Linked DNA regions of Mus musculus: all the other regions are linked to region 5. A link is a contact called in public HiCAR-type and promoter capture Hi-C data. All regions are on one chromosome and are shown on one strand. Each heading gives the region's core, a stretch centred on a gene start, on an enhancer-like site or on the middle of the called end of the contact. The rest is flanking DNA. Distances are from core to core; before and after follow the strand shown. Region 1 has its middle 97 kb from the start of Gm35251. Region 2 holds the start of Uba6 (ubiquitin-like modifier activating enzyme 6). Region 3 has its middle 57 kb from the start of Gm24626. Region 4 has its middle 48 kb from the start of Gm35251. Region 5 holds the start of Epha5 (Eph receptor A5). Region 6 holds the start of Cenpc1 (centromere protein C1).

Region 1 (2,700 bases), core at 185-2,684, 1.2 Mb before region 5:
TTCCATATATACTAGTTCTTATGATTGTTATTATTCTCTTCTGAGATCAAGATATGATTTTCCAAACTATGCAATCTCAGCCAAAGAGAAGAGAACACAAGAACTCCATGTCCTTTTTCTCCTCTGAGGTATGATATAAACTAAATGTTTGAATTCTATCATGAGGAAATAAGCAGTAGAGAACATCCTACTTCATTACCCTGAACCCGAGAGGCCAAGAAGACATGGAAAAAGCAGGCCTTACTAAATTTTACTAAAATCATTCTCTGATATAACTGCTCATTTTTTTCCTAAAACCCATGTATAAAATTATGCACTATAAGGGTGTCTCTGACTGTTGCCTGCTTGAGGCATATTTTTCATTTTATTGGGTTGCCACATCATGCAGCCTGGATATGAGGGGAAATGTCTAATCTCACTGAATCTTCTTATGCCATGTTTGGTTGATATCACAGGAGGCCTGTTCTTTTCTGAAAGGAGATTGGAGCAGTGGGTATGGGAAAGAAGGGAGGTGGTGGAGGAGCTGGGAGGAGGGGAAAAAGGGGAGTCTGTGGTTGGGACATATTATATGAGAAAAGAATAAAAACCTTAAAATTAAAATATTAAAAAAATACTCACTATGTCTTAGTCTTTGGTCTCCATTTCTGAAGACCACTGTATTATGTAAAGTTTTCTTGACACTCGTTATTCTCTTATGTTGTTGGTTTGTGTTCCCTTGTTGGGGATTTGCCATGACTCCTAAGACGTCCAAGAAGGAAGCATTACTGTAACATGCTTATATTATTCATAAGATATTTTTATCTGTGGTTGCAAAAATTAAAACAAAACACAAACTTTCTTTTCCATTTTAAAAAATGATTGTTTTAAATTTAAAACTATGGTTTTGAATATATGTCTAGGTGGGATTGTGTGCATATGAGAGAAGCTATATGAGAAGGCAAAACAAAAGTGGGCACTGAATCCCCTGGAGCTGTAAACAAAGGTGTGTAAATATAGATTCTCCTCATCGGGGTCCAGAGAACTGAACGTAGGTCCTCTGCAGGAGCTGTATTTGTTCTTCACCATTGAACTGTTTCTCCATTCCCTACCTTTCTATTTTGAAAACCTGATAATTTTACTCAAATTTAAAAGCTCTTGCCTAATTATTTAAAACTGCTTTTATTTATTGTCTGCATTTGACAATTGCCCATATTTGTCTAGATTTTACATATTGATTCACCTTTCTCTTTAGAGTATGAGTTGAATGGCTATTATTAAATTCTATTTTCAAAGAACAGGTGAAAAATACAGAAGGGAGTCATTTGAGATTCCGATTTAGAAATTGAAAGAGCATTTGTGGATTCCCAGACCTCATAATCAATCACTAATGCTTTGAGTAATGCCAGCTCATTTATTCGTGTTTTTATCTTCTTTGAGCACATTTAATACCAGATGGCTTTAAGAATCTTTTTAGTCTATTGAACAGAATGGACCACAGCCTGTTCCTCCAGGGCTGTTGCTGACATGTAGGTAGTCCACAATGCAGGATAATGGAGTTATACATTGTGGTAAAACAATTTTGCATTCAAGACATAAAACATGTCTTAATTTATTTGCATTCATTAAATTAGCATTCTTCTAAGTAGACACATTGCGGTTGAGCGATTGGACTCTAGATCTTGCAAATGTGTTCCTGTCTATTCATACGCAGGTTCTCTAAATACACTTCCTCTTTGATAAAGTGGGCAGAAAAAGTATTTGCATTTGTTACAAGACTATGGCATGTCCTTACAGGCACAGAGAAAGCTTAAACATATTATATGCATCAAACAGACAGTTCTTACTAGGGGAAAGGAAAAAAAAAGAATTAAGTCAGTTTCATGTAAAATATTGCTTCAAGTAGCTTCTTGGTTTTGAAGTGGTGTCTAAACCTTTGCATCTTTATGAGGTCATATTTTTAGCGGTGGAATTTAAAAGACATCTAATATATGTATGTACATGTGTCAAGGCAGAGGGACGTTTTGTATATGAATTTAATTAAGCAATAGGCCACTTTGGGACTTGTTTTATAGAGCCATTTGTTTCATGTGAGTTCAACTGCCCAAGCTACCGTGCAATAATGGTCCTATAAAATTACTCTCTGGAGAGTCTTATTTCTACTATAATATGCTTTTACTTAAAATTTAGTTTAATAGCAACATTTTTCCTTGTATATCAGCTGTATACAAGTAATAGCTTTCAGGAAATCTAGTAGTTAAGAGCTCCTGGTTTTCTTTTTCCCTTGTGGGAATTACTCATTTAAAGCATGAAAGAGGAAAAAAAGGGAGAAGGAATTTGCATGTTACATTAATAATAATCCCCAGTTTGCTATTTACATGCAATTTTCTTCTGAAATCCTCTCATTTAAATTACTTGAGGTTATTTTTGCTCAGAACCTGTCTAGTATTACATGCATTTGGTCCCTGAGTTGCCTTAGATTTGATGTGCTTCTTGAAGCAATAGCTTCTGGTATTTAGCTTGTTGTGAGCTGCCAGTAACTAGTGGAGATACAATTCCAGTTTGAGTATGCTTTCAATTTGGTAAACAACAAATACTTCTCCCCAGGTTTGTTAATAAACTTTTGTAATTACACCTGTTAAAACAGCATGCTCATGATATACTTTCTAGCCAAGAGTTATTTTGTGTGTATGTTTATTTGATATTTTCTTTATTTACATTTCA
Region 2 (2,700 bases), core at 128-2,627, 1.8 Mb before region 5:
CACCAGACCTCCTCACTCCCTGGGGCCTCAAGTCTCTCACTCAGACCAGACCTGGCAGTCCTCTGCTGTACATGTGTCAAGGGCCTCAAGCTAGTGTATGCTGCCTGGTTGGGAGCCACATTTTTTTTTTTTTTTTCAATCAAGCCATACAACAGGGACAGATAGTTTTTAAGTTAGAAAAGTTTCCCTTAAATCCATGGTCTCCTTGGACTAAGGAAATAAAAATTTATTTTCCCTAATAGCAGTAACAGATACAGAAAAAGTCAAGACACAAAGCTAGTAAAAAATATAAAAACATGCTTTAACATACAGCAAAGTTCCTCTGCCCGGAGAAGCTACTGTGTTCTCACTGATAATGCTGTGACTCTTTCATACAACTTCTCGTGCTGTGGTGACCACCAACCCTAAAATCATTTTTGTGATTTCAAGACAATTTTGAAGTAAAACCTGTTATACTTTACAGAACGCTGCCCTATGTCTATAATCAAACACGGATTTTTAAAATTGGGCTAGTGTTTCGTCAAACACATCACCAGTTAGAAAGATTCTTAATAGCTGGGCGTGGTGGCACACACTTAATCCCAGCACTTGGGAGGAAGAGGCAGAGGCAGGCAGATTTCTGAGTTCGAGGCCAGCCTGGTCTACAGAGTGAGCTCCAGGACAGCCAGGGCTGCACAAAGAAACCCTGTCTCGAAAAAAAACAACAACAAAGATTCTTAATTGTACTGTGTGTACACAATTGTTTTCTAAAAATGGTAAAATGAGAATGAATGAAAAAAAAGAATTAGATGAGAAATCGGCAATCAGAGAACTGGTAATATGAGTTACTGGCTGTATGTCTTTGATCATATCATTTGAGTTCCTTGTTTTTCCTCCCTTAAAATGAAAGTGCCAAATTTTACAGCTCTTTTTAGTCACTTGACTACAGAGATCAGTAATAGATGTTCAAAACAATTTAAATGGAATCTTTAAGTGGAATCCCAGCCTGGAAATGTCCTCTTTTTGTTGTTGTTGTTCAGAAAAGCGATCTCCTCAAGGCACTGTAACAGTTCTGGATTTGCAAGGCAACAGCATCTGGTAGCTGTCGAGCCCCCTGGAGCGGTACGCTCTCACAGCCGGAAGTGACGCGTTTTGGTTCCGCGTTTGCCCTCAGCGCTCAGCAGCCTTCACGTAGGCACTCCCCTCACCTGCAAGGAAGCGCGCCCCGTTGCCCCGCCCCAACCGGAAGTCAGGTGTCCCAGGGGCTGACTGGAAACCCTGTCCTGGGCGTACTTTTCCCCAGCTCCTCCCCCTGGTGACGTCGCCGCCCGCCCCTTGACCCTCGCGGCCCCGCCCCCTCGCCTGCCTCCCCGCCTCGCTGCAGTCAGTCTGTCGGAAGGCGATGGAGCGGTCCGAGCCGTTGGCTGTGCTTTCCTGTGAAGAGGCGTCCTGCTCCTCCTGGGGAGCCTGCGGGTGAGAGGCCTGGCCCGGGGCAGGCTGGGCGGGAAGGAGCGGAGGAACGCCGACGCGGGCTCCGTTCTCGCGTTCCGGCGGCTCGGAGCGCGCGGAGGCCACGGGGCCGCGCGGAGCCACAGGGAGCTAGCGAGGTGGCGAACGAGCGAGCGAGCCGGCGGGCGGTGGGTGTGGCGGCGTGGGCGCTGCCCTCGCTGCTCCAGCTCCGCTCCTCTGAGGAGACCGGCTCTTCCCGGGTCGGGTCCAGCATCCTTCCCTCAGGTCACTACTTCTGAGCGGCCAGTCATTCAGGAGAGGGTTGTGGCCCCTGTTGCTTGGCACACTTCCTTCAGCGCCACGGAGCACTATCCTCCTCCAGCCGTGCTCCTTAGGAAAACTGTTCTTGAGAGCTCAAGTCAGGATGAATCCGTTGCAGTGTGGACACCCCGAGAATCCTCTCTGTTTACTACGGGGGTGTTGGAGCGCGGGGCGGGGCCCAAGGTTCCTAGGATTATTTCCCGCTGAGGATCTTGGAGTTTTTCTTTCTCAGCCTGCAAAAATTCCGGGGTTGGGGTCCTGGTATACTCTCTCCAGTGTTTGCGTTAGTTCTCTTTTGGTCATCTTACAGTTAAGAAAGCCCCGCTTGTATCCTACCCAGTATATGACTATTACATACCAAATATAGAAGTGATGGATTTCTTACGTTACTAGCTTTACATTGCACATTGAGACATATACTTCAAGGACTGGATGGAAGTATTGTCTGCCCTGGCCAATGCTGCCAAAATCGACTTAAGAAATATTATTGAATACAAATATCTGCCCCTTAGTTGCTCTTACAGATGATTTGTTATTGTTGTTGTTGTTGTTGTTGTTGTTATTATTATTATTATTATTATTATATTGATTCTGAGGCTGGCTCCAAGTTTGCCAAAGATGGCTTCCTCCCTCCTCGTCTGAATTTCTGAGATTACAAGTATGTGCAATCAGGCGTGACTGTTTTTGAACATATTCTCGAAACAATCATTGAGACAGAGCTTTTTAAGTGTTGGCCATAGCCATTAAGCGGCTGAGCATAACCCCGTTCTCATTTTTAGTCAGAACTTTAATCCACCTAAGTCATTGTGTGTAACATAGAATAGCAAGTGCAATAAAGTGTGTAAAATAGAAACAAAATGATAGGATACTACAGGTTTATATATAGTTTTAGTATATGTTGTGTGAATATGCTGACTTTATTATATGAGGTGCTTACAGTGCAGTTAGTGT
Region 3 (2,700 bases), core at 106-2,605, 1.4 Mb before region 5:
GGAAAAACTTGAGCTGCATCTCTGCCAAAAAAATATGTAGGACTTCAGGAAAACCCGAGGTAGAGGCTGGAAAGATGGCCATTTCATAAGGTGAAACCCTTAAATGAGGACAGAAGTTTTAAAAGGCAAAGGAATTTGAAGAATAAAAGGTGCTAACCAATACCCCATAAAATATAGTTCTTAGTTATCCCTATTCATATTTTTGCCATGACTATACCACGGGCATAGGACATGAAGGTGAGATCAAGATGTGTTGAGGGTGCCTTGAAAGAAGTTTGAAGCAGCCAGCAGTGACTAAATGTGATCAAGACACATTGTACCCACATAGGAAAAGTCCAAAGAATAAATACAAATATTATAAGAACTCTTTCTTAAAATTTAAGTCATAGTGAGTTTGTGCATGAGAACAGGAGATACACGTTATTCATTACCTTTACACAGGTTTTTCAATGTCATTGAAAGTCTCTATTTTGGCTTTTGCAGGGTAGAGTCCATGATGAATGTTGACTGGAAAGTGAGAGGAAGGGTCATGTTAACGTACGACCCTGGAAAGTCTGCCTTTAAATATGGAGAAAAGCAAATCTCATGCATGTTCCGTTCTTCCAACCACAGACTCCACTTCCTCTCTTTCAAATGTTATATCCACCACTACAAGGAAACAGAGTGGATATGCTGTAGTATAACAGAGGGGTCGCACTGTTAGATGAAATCCCCAAAGTCTAAATTCCAAGGAGACTGATATCTATGCTTGGTTATGCTGAAAGATTTTTGCCACTAGAGGATGCAGAGGAGCTAGCTGAGTGCTTTGGAGAGAATATTTACAAGCAAAGACAAGAAAAGATTAATTTTTAGAATGCAAAGCAAATTCTTTAGAAGAAATGGAGACGACGAGACAGAATATTAAATGGTCATAGGATATGAACTGGTAATTTAGGCATCCAGACTTGCCAATGAGTAGATAAGATAATAATTTATTAAAGGAGTGGAGTAGAACACTGATCTGACCAGAGTGGTGACAAATAAGGAGTTTATTTGGGGTTTATGGAGAGAGAGAGAGAGAGAGAGAGAGAGAGAGAGAGAGAGAGAGAGAGAGAGAGAGAGAGGAAGGGGAGAGGGAGAAGGACATAGACAGACGGACAAGTAGACAACAGATACCGCTCCCCCCCCTCCCCCGGGCTCAGGGACTAAAACCAGCACATGGCTTTTGAGACCTCAAAGCCTGCTCCCAGAGACATACTTAGTCTGCCAAGGCCAGACCTTGTATTTTTACCAAAACACCACCACCAAGTGGGGCCTAGTATTCAGATGCCTAGGGCACTTCTCATTCAAACCACCACAGCTGGGATGGGGGAAACTAGTGAGGGCAGGAGGAGTACTGCAGCCTCCTACTGGGTGCCTGTGAGTCCAACAGGCAGTCAAAGTGAAAGTAAGAATAGACATTCATTTCCTGATTAATTTGCATATTGCAATTAGCGAACTGAATCTTTTGAAACCCCACCAGTGCTGCTAGAGCTGAAGTAATAGATCTTTTCTCACGGGTTAGCCAGAATGATTCCTGTTCCTATTATTATATTCCATCATGTGTCCTGAGATTTGTGCCACGGTTGACAATAGTAGAGATTTACAATTACTTTTCATTGACTGCTTCAGAATGCTTTGAATAATATGATTTCATTGTGTAAAATACAGAATTACAAATGGCTCTCCCATAATATATGAGTATATTGTTTATGAACTAAGAAGTATTTGGTGACTTACTTGCTTGTAGAAAATCTCTGTTCATTTCAAAGACCAAACATCTGTTCTACCCCCAATAGCTCCCGTTTTGGCAAAAACAAAAATTTTAATTTAAAATTCCACTAATACCTGGAATTTGTTTCTTCTTGTTGTTTATAAGAAATTTCTCTATAATTTTTCTTGCTATTTTTAGACTTTTCAGCTCTTTTCCCAATCTCTGCTTTAACATTTCATTTTCATGCTCTATGTCCACATCGATAGGATGCCTGAGCTCTGCATCTCCTGAAAGTGCTAATAATTTCTTCTTTGGAGGAAAGTGTATAGATGAGTTTTAAATCACAGTCCCTGCTTCAGTGTGAGTTTAAGGAGGGAGAGGAGATAGCACACTCCCCTTTCCAGATGCACTGGATGCCTCTTTTCAGAGAACCTTGCATTCAGTTAAGGAACAATTGTGGTTTCCCCCTCCAATCCATCATGTTTAGTTCTTCTACCTCAAACCAAGCAACATCAAAATTGCCATCCATGAAGCCATCAATTTTTCTATACTTTTATGTCATTGTGGAGAGAGAGAGAGAGAGAGAGAGAGAGAGAGAGAGAGAGAGAGAGAGAGAGAGAGAGAGTTCTTATGAGTAATACTTCTTACCTCTAAAATTATAGAGTTTTTACTTATTTCTCACATTAAACGAGTTATTTAATTAAAGGAAATACCATACGAATCTTATAGTTTAATATTCTCTCAGAATGAAACCATTTTTCTAATATTTGGGTCATAAAGTACTGAAATAAGAAGGCAAATAGAACAAAGGAAGCAAATAAAAATCACTTTAATATAAACAATTAATAATAATGATGATGATAAATTTTAATAATGTCCAGTTAGATCAAATCCTTTTATGGACACAGAAGTTAAATTTAAATTCTTACTCTAATGCACCCCATGTAGAGCTCAAATGTGAAAACCAT
Region 4 (2,700 bases), core at 7-2,506, 1.3 Mb before region 5:
TTTGCCTTTAATCTTAGCATTCAACAGATTGAGGCAGGGGGATCAAGAGTTGGAGACCCACCTTGTCTCACATGCCTGTACATAGATAAGAAAGGGAGGACAATTCACTCGATCTCTCCAACTTAGCTTTCTCCTTATTCTCGCCACCAACCAGTCTGTCCCTAGGCCTCAGATTCTGTAGTACACAATGAAGAAATCTATGATGAAAACGGACATCTTGAATCTTACTTGTATCCTTCTCTGATCCGTGCTGAGTAATTAAGTCATGTAAAAGTGTACCTAAGTCAGGCATAGGGGTACACATCTGCAATCCCTGTACTCAGGAAGGTTGAGGCAGGAGGATGAAGCGAATGAGACTAGCATGAGCTACATAGTAAGAACCTGTCAAAAATCATTACTGATTTAAACAACTGACAATATTCAGTCACACCCTTCTGCTGTTCATTTCAGTATGGATAAAGGGCAGTCCCAGACAGGAATGTGGGATGTCAGAGAATGGCAGAATCTATCATAGATAGATAAGCCACCTAGAGTGGCATATTCACATCCTTTTCCCCCACATTCACTATTCCTCCACATTTACAACTAGAGTGAAGGATGGTACCCTCTGATGGAGTAGTGGAGGAAGCCACATGAAGTTGTGACAGAAGAGAGCTTCAACTACTCAGAGTCAAAGAGAACTCCAAGGAAGATGTGGAATGAGGTTTCACAGAAAGTTTGCTAACGCTAAGCACGAAAAAAAATTGTTTTCCTATAAACAGATAAATATGCATTCATTGAATTGCAACCAAACATTCGATGTAATGAGATTTTCCTAGTCACCAGCTCTTTAAGTCTTTGCAATAGTTCTATTATAGAAGGACCATTAGCTTCATTTCACAGAAGAGGAAACCAACATGCAGCTATCCAGTGACTGGGTCAATATCGAGAGAGATGGAAATTAGAAACCATGTGTTTGTTCTTTAGTGCTTTGGTTTCCCTTGCCACAGATTAGGCTGTCCCTGTGTCGTCCAAAACAAGCTTTGCCAACACTAGAAAGTAGGGCTCGGAGCCTGTTCCCTAGTCTGGTAGCATCCATCTTTTCCCTCCACATTCACTAATCATCACCTCTCTTTCTTGTCAACCCTGTCCACCTCTTTTGGCCACAGGAGAAGCCATAGCAAGATGTCTCAGCTGCATGCATCTCCCCAGGCATGCAGTGGGAGAATCTGATAAATCGATTCGAGTTTTTCCTTCTCATCCCCACTTTTCCCTACAGCTCCTGGCACGGTGTGCCCGCCTACGCTGCACCGTGCAGCTGTCAAACACTGACAGAACACGCATGTTAAGGAAATCCTTCCCTAGCCAATGCTTTCTGTCCTGGCATGATGTTGTGAACGCAGATTTTACCAGGAAGCAACCGCTTTGAACATCTGGGGTCGCACGCACTGACATTAGCTCCTTCTCGTCACAATAATGCTGTTCCATTTTAATTTTCTGCAAGCGGAGCAATTTTCATGCACAGGTTATTGATTAATTACACATTTAAGGTGTTTGAATTAATGTGGGTTGAATTAATTTGTGCTTCTCTAGGATTTGCTTCTTTATTTTCCCTACCTGACTTTCCCTTGTTCCCTTACATGCTACTTTCCCTGTTCCAATTAGCCTTTAAAGCTTTCACTTTATAAATAACAGATGAACGTTGTTATGATTTACCATTGATCTGTTAACTCACATCGGGATTTGGAAGTGTCGCCTACAGTGTACCTTGACTCGTAAGAATACTATTATTATTTATTGAATGATGGGAAACATCTGAGTTTGAGGACTGTGTGTATAAATATACAGGCCAGTCGTGTTACAAATTGTTTACAGTTGGCTACATGTGTGTGGCTATTACCTTAGAGTGCACACTCACTCCTCTAGGAGAGGCTCTGTTGTTGACGTACGCTATGAAATTTCACATAAAGGAAGAACAACAGCTGTAATGGGCCCAATCCAATGATGGCAAAAGGTGAACAAAATGAGTCCCTCTGGGAAAGAAAATGCTCATTTAGTGGAGAAAATTATCATTTCCAAGTAGAACATTTGGCTTCCTGAGAGCGAAAGTGTCGGCACAGCTTGATAATAACACCTCAGGCTATAATAGTACCCTTTCCCCTCCGAGAGCTGGGATCTTTCCTCCTAAATTTATCTTTACAACATCCTTGCAAAGTACCAAGGCCCAGGTGTTATACTCTATTTTTTATGGATATAGAACCCAAGAAGCTGAAAAAAAAATTCAGTGATTTGTCCTTGAAAGCACAGGAATCAATGTAGATCTGGGCTTTTCAACCTTGGAGGTATTGACATTTTGACCTGTTAATTCTTGGCCTGGGGGTGGGGCGGTCTGCCCACTGTGCAGCATCCACTGCATCAGCAGCATCCTTTCTGTATCCACTAGATGCCAAGAACGCCCCCAGCTGTGACAACCGAAGTGTCTCCAGACAGTGTCAAATGTCTCAGAGCAGCAAAGTCACCTCCAATTTAGAGACATTGATCTATATAAGTCAGCCTGGACAAACTCCTGTAGCCTGAAGGAAACCTTCAGCAAAACCTGAAATAATCAACATTTGTGTTTGGCTTCCACAACAGTGTCTTCTATATAGTATGAGTAGTTGCATAGAATTTAATGTTATAATGTTTTTATATCTATTTTCTTTAATATTCTCACAGTAATTC
Region 5 (2,700 bases), core at 14-2,513:
TCCTATTGCCAAAACATTTGGGGGGGGGGTCAAAGATGAGCGTCCATCTCCTTAAACGAGTGTGCCACCGCTGCAGTGTTTCTTTCTCCTTTATTGAACGCATCTAAACAAAACCCATAGGGCACCGTCTAACCATTGTGACAAATTTATTTTGAAGGCATCAACAGACTAGTGAGTGTGAGCAGGTGCCCAGTCTTAAAAGTAGTTATCAAAGGCCGGAATTAAATGAAATGCCTTTCTTCTTTAAAACACACACACACACACACACACACACACACACACACACACACATTTTGGGAGATACTTTGTATTCTGATATTGAGAGCTGGCCTTCTAAAATTCCCCTTCTTGTGTATCTTTTTGAAACAATGAACGAGTAAATTGAAGATGGATGTTAAAGCAGGTTGACACAACACAGGGGAAGCACAGAAAAACGGAGATGCCCTTCAGCTGCGTTTTCCTGGTTATTTGTTATTCTTTCAGTGTAATGAACCACGGGCAATTAAAATAATTAAAAATGTTAAAGCTCTGACATTATTATACCCATGTTAATTTCATTGGAGTTAACTGCATGTTTTCCCATTACGTAATTTCAATACTAAAGTATTCTATCACTGAAATAAATGAATTAAGTCTTCATGTAGTATAGAGTGCCTAGCCTAGTACAAATGCCAACAGTCAAATTCTTTGATTCTCTGAGATCTCAAAGCGACCTGCTATCCCTGACTTTAGTCTACAGTTTACTTCTCAAGAAAGCGTTGAGTGACTATCTTATTCCAGAAGAACAGAAAGGGTCAAAGGAACCGAGGGGCATAGGTGTTAAAGAAACTATCCACGGACCAGCAGAGCCTGTGAATGTGCTGTTATATGACGACAAGGTTGTTGGTGCCACAGTCTGCAAAGGGCAGCAGGCGCTATGCCAGACTCAGGGACCCACTGATCCTCCTGCTGCGGTCTGAGCTAGGGCTGGCTTCCCTTCCTCCTTCAGGGACCTCTGGTCCTCGCAGGCACTGTAGCGAGGATTCTTTACCCTAATTATCCCGGGAGGAAGACGCGCCTTTCTCAGAGACCGCTAGGCAACACTCACCACGGCAGCCTGCAGATTACTTCCCTCTGTGGGTGTGCGACTTCGTTTAAGCGAGTCACACTTACAGTAGCTTGTCACTGGCGAGGCCGCGAGCAGCAGAGGGCGGGGGAGCGCAGGGCGGAGGGAGGAGGTGGGAGGCGCGGAGTCGGGAGGCTCGGGGAGACGCTGGAGCTCCAGACACAGCAGGAGCGAGCGAGCGAGCGAGCGAGCGAGCGCCGCGCGGGTGCAGTCGCCGGTTCGCCCTGGTCGCCGCGCACTCCGCCTCCGCGCTGAGCAGCGGGAACCGCAGCGGCTCGAGCCTCCGGGCTCTGCTGCGCTCTCGGGCCCGCGCTCCAGCCCGCTCCGCCGGTCGCACCGCCCCCGGCCGAGCTCAGCCCGCAGCGATTTGACTTCCCTCTGCCAGCCTCTCCAGTTCTCTAGATCGCTTGCTGCCTGGGCTCCACTCTACTCGGTGTTTGCCACACACCGTTTGCTCTACTCTTCTCCCCTTGATCCGTAGACACTCTGCTTGATTCCCCCCTCCTCCCTCCTCTCTGTCTCTCTCTCTCTCTCTGTCTCTCTCTCTGTCTCTCTCTCTCTTTTATTGAAAACATCATCTTGATTTAAGATGACTCGTCTTCTTTAATCTCGTCCATATCGGCACTGAAGACTGAAAGGGAACCTTCACCACCACTCCGACCCTGGTGGCACTTAAAAAAAAAAAAGAAGAAGAAGAAGAAGGGGGGTGCCAGAAAAAGAAAAAGTCTTAAAGGGCAAAGAAGCGGGACTCCCGACCCTCTACAGACCCTTGACCGAGCCCACCCAGGACTGTACTAGCCATCAGAACTTCTAATTCATCTTATCCAACTGAAAGGGAGGGCGACAGGAGCCAGAAGCAAACTTCTTCAGCGGTCTCTGCGGATCTGTGATTCCCGCATTTAGAGGGGTCGAGAGCCAGAAGGTACAGGACCCCACCAGGAGGAGGAGTTCCACGTCTCTCTCGCCCCTTCCACCAAGCCTGAACCTTAGGCTGAGCCACGCAGGACACAAGAGGCAGAAGAGGGTAGTAGAAAATGCGGGGCTCCGGGCCCCGCGGTGCGGGACACCGACGGACCCAGGGCAGAGGTGGCGGCGACGACACCCCCCGCGTCCCTGCCTCTCTGGCAGGCTGCTATTCGGCACCTCTAAAGGGCCCCCTCTGGACGTGCCTTCTCTTGTGTGCGGCGCTCCGGACCCTTTTGGCCAGCCCCAGCAACGAAGGTAGGGAAATGGAGGTGGGGACCAAGGCGCCCTGGGGTGGATGGGTGAGGTGGAGCTTGTGTCAGCCGGTCGCAGCGCTCCAAGCGCCGCTGCGGAGACTAAATCCCCGCTCTTCATCTCCAATTAATGTTTGTCCGCTTTTGCTGGCGTTTCCGGATCTCTCTGGTATCTTTGGTTGCATTGTTTGACATAGCTGCAGAGTGCTCGCCAGGCAAAGAACCTGCCTGTGGTCTGAGGCTGATTGGGGGTTGGGAAGTTGGAAGGCTGACGGAAAGAGGTCTGAGACCTGAGCTGGGAGGTTGGGTGCGGTTGGGTCCTGAGAACCTGGAGAAGTGACACGTCCGGATTACTGAGAGAGATGACAACAAGGCTCA
Region 6 (2,700 bases), core at 163-2,662, 1.6 Mb before region 5:
CAAACAGCGTCTGCATGTTGAGCAACTCAAGCATCTTGCCCTTTCATTTTGGTCACAGGTCTTGTTCAAAATTCCCACAAAGTGTCGTGTTGCAACCGAGGACAACCGTCTCAAAATGATTTTCAACGCAGGAGAAAGTCTCCGTTTCAGCCGCCAGGGTCGGCTGACTCCTCTTGGAGATTTATCGAGTCGTAGCTGTTGTACAGTTTGCCTGGACTCTGTAGCTTCCCATTGGAGAATATGATAAATAAGTAAGTTTGCAGCACCTCTGCTGCCCTCTGGCGGATCTGACTGGCGAGCCGGGCAAGCGTCGCTGCAATCATGAGCACATTCAGCTCATATGGAGCCCCATCATTCTAAAATAATCTACACTAAAAAGAGATTTATTCACTTTATAGGTATGATTGTTTTGTCTGCTTGCCTGCGAGGACATCACGTGCGTGCTTTTTGCTAGCTGAGGCCGGAATAGGTGTCAGATCCCCTGGAACTGGAGCTACAAACGGTTGAGTTGCTTTGTGGGTGCTGGGAATCGAACTTTGCTCCTTTAAAAGTGCAGCAAGCGCTCTTGACCACTGAGCCATCGCTCCATCCCTGCAGACTCTCTCTCTTTTCTTTCCTTCCTTCTGTATGTATGTATGTATGTATGTATGTATGTATTTATGGCATTCTGTCTCCTAAGGAAATAGAGCAGCTACAGGCTGCGACCTAGAGTCACGTGGACAGGACAAAATACACATCGGTGTATTTTCCTTGTTTTCCAATTGGGGTCATTACCTTAATTTTCGCATAAGACAGAAGCAGTCACTTTCTCTTAAAAACATTATGTTCGTTCTACTGATATGCATATATAATTTATGCCTTTGCTTCATAAATAATTTTTAAATACTTGAAAAAAGAATAGCATTACTATTTTCAGAGATACTGTATAGATGGGCGGGTTGCAGCTGACGAATCTGCGTAGTGTACTCTGCTCAAAACGCCAGCAATTTCTACCTGTAATCCTTTTTAAGTATTACCTATTAATCCGTAGTAGAACTGCTGGGATGTATTATACATTTATCTCAAGGAGCACAGGTGGTGCTCAACACCTGCTTTCTAAATACGAGCAGTCATAGACGCAACAAACTGTCTGAAGAAAGTAGAACAGGAGAGTCCACACAAAGCCCGGACAAGTCGACCGGCGAGGGGAGTGGCGAAGGGTGAGAGGCGTGGCGACCGGCGAGGGGAGTGGCGAAGGGTGAGAGGCGTGGCGACTGGTGAAAGGCGTGGCGACGGGTGAGAGGCGGGGCGATGAGTGGGAGGTTGAGACGCGGGCGGAAGAGCAAGGCGCGCTGGGCAGGAGGGCGGGGCGAACTGAGAAAGGCGGGTTGATAGGTGAGTAACAGGCGAATGGGCGGGAACAAGAGCCGGAGTCTTTAAAAAACGCCAATTAACGGCCGGCTAAGCTAGGCTTGTGCGCAGGCGTGGCTCGTTTGACTTTTATTCATTTATTTTTCTTGGTGGCTGCTGTTTATTTACGGCTGAGTGTTAAGTGCGGGTCGCGCAGCTCTGGGGACGCCTCCGTCCGCAATCTTACTCTAACCCTCCTGGAACCCTGGCCGGCTTGGGTTTCCCTCTCAGGCCTCCGTTTGACCTAGTGGGCCGGAACCATGGCCTCGTTCCATCTGGTAAGTGCGGGTCTGGATCGGGCCTGCGCGATGCGTCGCTCGCCCTGTGCTGGACCGGGTGCATATCCGGCTTGTCGGGGTGGGGTGGGGTGAGGCTTGTGAGGGGTGCGGAGGCTTGTGAGGGGTGCGGAGGGATCGGGTAGCGGGTGCCTAGTCCCGCCTGTCTGGGTGGGGTGGGGCTTGTCTGGGGTGGCTTAAAAGCTGCACAGGTAACAAATCAGGTGTGCTGGTGTACTGGTAGTGGAAGTAACTGGACTGTTACTGGTTCACGTCGTAAGCTCATCCATCCGTGCCTGCTCCCCCCCCCCCCCCCCGGAAGAGATTCCTTCATTTCTACATTTCAGCCTTTTCCCGTTTTTCAGTCTTCCAAATACTCATGACTATTGTACAAGCCAGTCTTGATGGTCTGGAAAACCTCGAGTATTAATTTCGAAATACTATTTTATGTGAAGAGTCTAATATTTATGGGACACCTGTTAATGATAAAGCTTTATACAAGGCAATCATATTTTAAAAGGTGCCAGCTTTGAATGTTTGATGTGGGCCACGACTTGCCACTTTATGTCTCTTGACACACTTGATATTCATTCCAAGTTTTGTATGATTACTATGCCCTATTTCCTCCCTAACTCAGCAGTTCAATTTATCTTTGAAAGAAAACCTTCGTTGATGGTTTCTATCATGTAGTTGTGTGTGTGTTTATGCATGCTTAACATGTATGAAAAGACAGTTTAGTCGAGCATCGAACTTTTTATACAGAAGAATAACAAGAACCAAGGCGAGATACATCCACCGAGTTACAGTGACACAAAACATAAGGAATGTATACATCAAAAGAAGGCAGGGACCAGGCCACTGCCACTAAGAAGGGAGCCTGGTGTAATGCTAGTCTATTTATTGTTAAGCCCACCACTAGGGGTTCTTAGTAAATGCCTGATTATGTTGTTTCTTTTGGACCTAGTGAAGAAACCTGTCTCGGGGATTCCCTAACTCTTTCATGGTAAACCCACCTATTCCCTAGGCCAGTGTGAAT

What was found. Promoter capture Hi-C pulls out the DNA fragments that hold promoters and counts their contacts. HiCAR-type assays count read pairs that join an accessible place to other places.
Region 1: a contact with region 5 is called in a promoter capture Hi-C map of hippocampal neurons, with 9 times the contacts expected there. The contact joins the enhancer-like site here to the promoter of Epha5 in region 5. A contact is called at or near these places in 3 of 39 promoter capture datasets (hippocampal neurons, liver and maxillary cranial neural crest) and 3 of 115 datasets of contacts at active chromatin or transcription factors (embryonic forebrain, embryonic hindbrain and forebrain).
Region 2: a HiCAR-type map of astrocytes shows a contact between it and region 5, with 2.3 times the contacts expected there. The contact joins the promoter of Uba6 here to the promoter of Epha5 in region 5. A contact is called at or near these places in 1 of 39 promoter capture datasets (hippocampal neurons) and 1 of 115 datasets of contacts at active chromatin or transcription factors (astrocytes).
Region 3: a contact with region 5 is called in a HiCAR-type map of astrocytes, with 9 times the contacts expected there. The contact joins the enhancer-like site here to the promoter of Epha5 in region 5. A contact is called at or near these places in 2 of 39 promoter capture datasets (hippocampal neurons and stem cell-derived epiblast-like cells), 4 of 115 datasets of contacts at active chromatin or transcription factors (SST interneurons, astrocytes, embryonic forebrain and 1 more) and 1 of 9 other capture datasets (embryonic stem cells).
Region 4: a promoter capture Hi-C map of hippocampal neurons shows a contact between it and region 5, with 7 times the contacts expected there. The contact joins the enhancer-like site here to the promoter of Epha5 in region 5. A contact is called at or near these places in 5 of 39 promoter capture datasets (the 3T3-L1 cell line, cranial neural crest, hippocampal neurons and 1 more) and 4 of 115 datasets of contacts at active chromatin or transcription factors (SST interneurons, embryonic forebrain, forebrain and 1 more).
Region 6: a contact with region 5 is called in a HiCAR-type map of astrocytes, with 5 times the contacts expected there. The contact joins the promoter of Cenpc1 here to the promoter of Epha5 in region 5. A contact is called at or near these places in 3 of 39 promoter capture datasets (the C10 cell line, cranial neural crest and hippocampal neurons) and 2 of 115 datasets of contacts at active chromatin or transcription factors (astrocytes and embryonic forebrain).

Annotation. Positions count from the first base shown.
Region 1 is chr5:85,608,120-85,610,819 of GRCm38.p6, reverse strand. No RefSeq gene overlaps it. Among named protein-coding and RNA genes, the nearest start is that of Gm35251, 97 kb to the left of the region's middle. Within about 2 kb of position 1,434, at least 3 of the 459 cell types and tissues checked have an H3K27ac peak or open chromatin away from gene starts, as enhancers often do. A contact at or near this core is called in hippocampal neurons, where this site is marked.
Region 2 is chr5:86,171,420-86,174,119 of GRCm38.p6, reverse strand. It overlaps Uba6 (ubiquitin-like modifier activating enzyme 6), which reads left to right and starts at 1,377. Exons shown (of 33, transcript NM_172712.2): 1 at 1,377-1,452. The coding sequence starts at 1,382.
Region 3 is chr5:85,770,931-85,773,630 of GRCm38.p6, reverse strand. No RefSeq gene overlaps it. Among named protein-coding and RNA genes, the nearest start is that of Gm24626, 57 kb to the left of the region's middle. Within about 2 kb of position 1,355, at least 29 of the 459 cell types and tissues checked have an H3K27ac peak or open chromatin away from gene starts, as enhancers often do. A contact at or near this core is called in astrocytes and stem cell-derived neural progenitor cells, where this site is marked.
Region 4 is chr5:85,752,992-85,755,691 of GRCm38.p6, reverse strand. No RefSeq gene overlaps it. Among named protein-coding and RNA genes, the nearest start is that of Gm35251, 48 kb to the right of the region's middle. Within about 2 kb of position 1,256, at least 4 of the 459 cell types and tissues checked have an H3K27ac peak or open chromatin away from gene starts, as enhancers often do. A contact at or near this core is called in hippocampal neurons, where this site is marked.
Region 5 is chr5:84,415,945-84,418,644 of GRCm38.p6, reverse strand. It overlaps Epha5 (Eph receptor A5), which reads left to right and starts at 1,263. Exons shown (of 16, transcript NM_007937.3): 1 at 1,263-2,326. The coding sequence starts at 2,140. Gm42163 reads right to left here and starts at 1,907. Exons shown (of 4, transcript XM_030254978.1): 1 at 1,869-1,907; 2 at 1,088-1,531. The coding sequence starts at 1,907.
Region 6 is chr5:86,064,295-86,066,994 of GRCm38.p6, reverse strand. Cenpc1 (centromere protein C1) reads left to right here and starts at 1,412. Exons shown (of 19, transcript NM_007683.4): 1 at 1,412-1,667. The coding sequence starts at 1,650.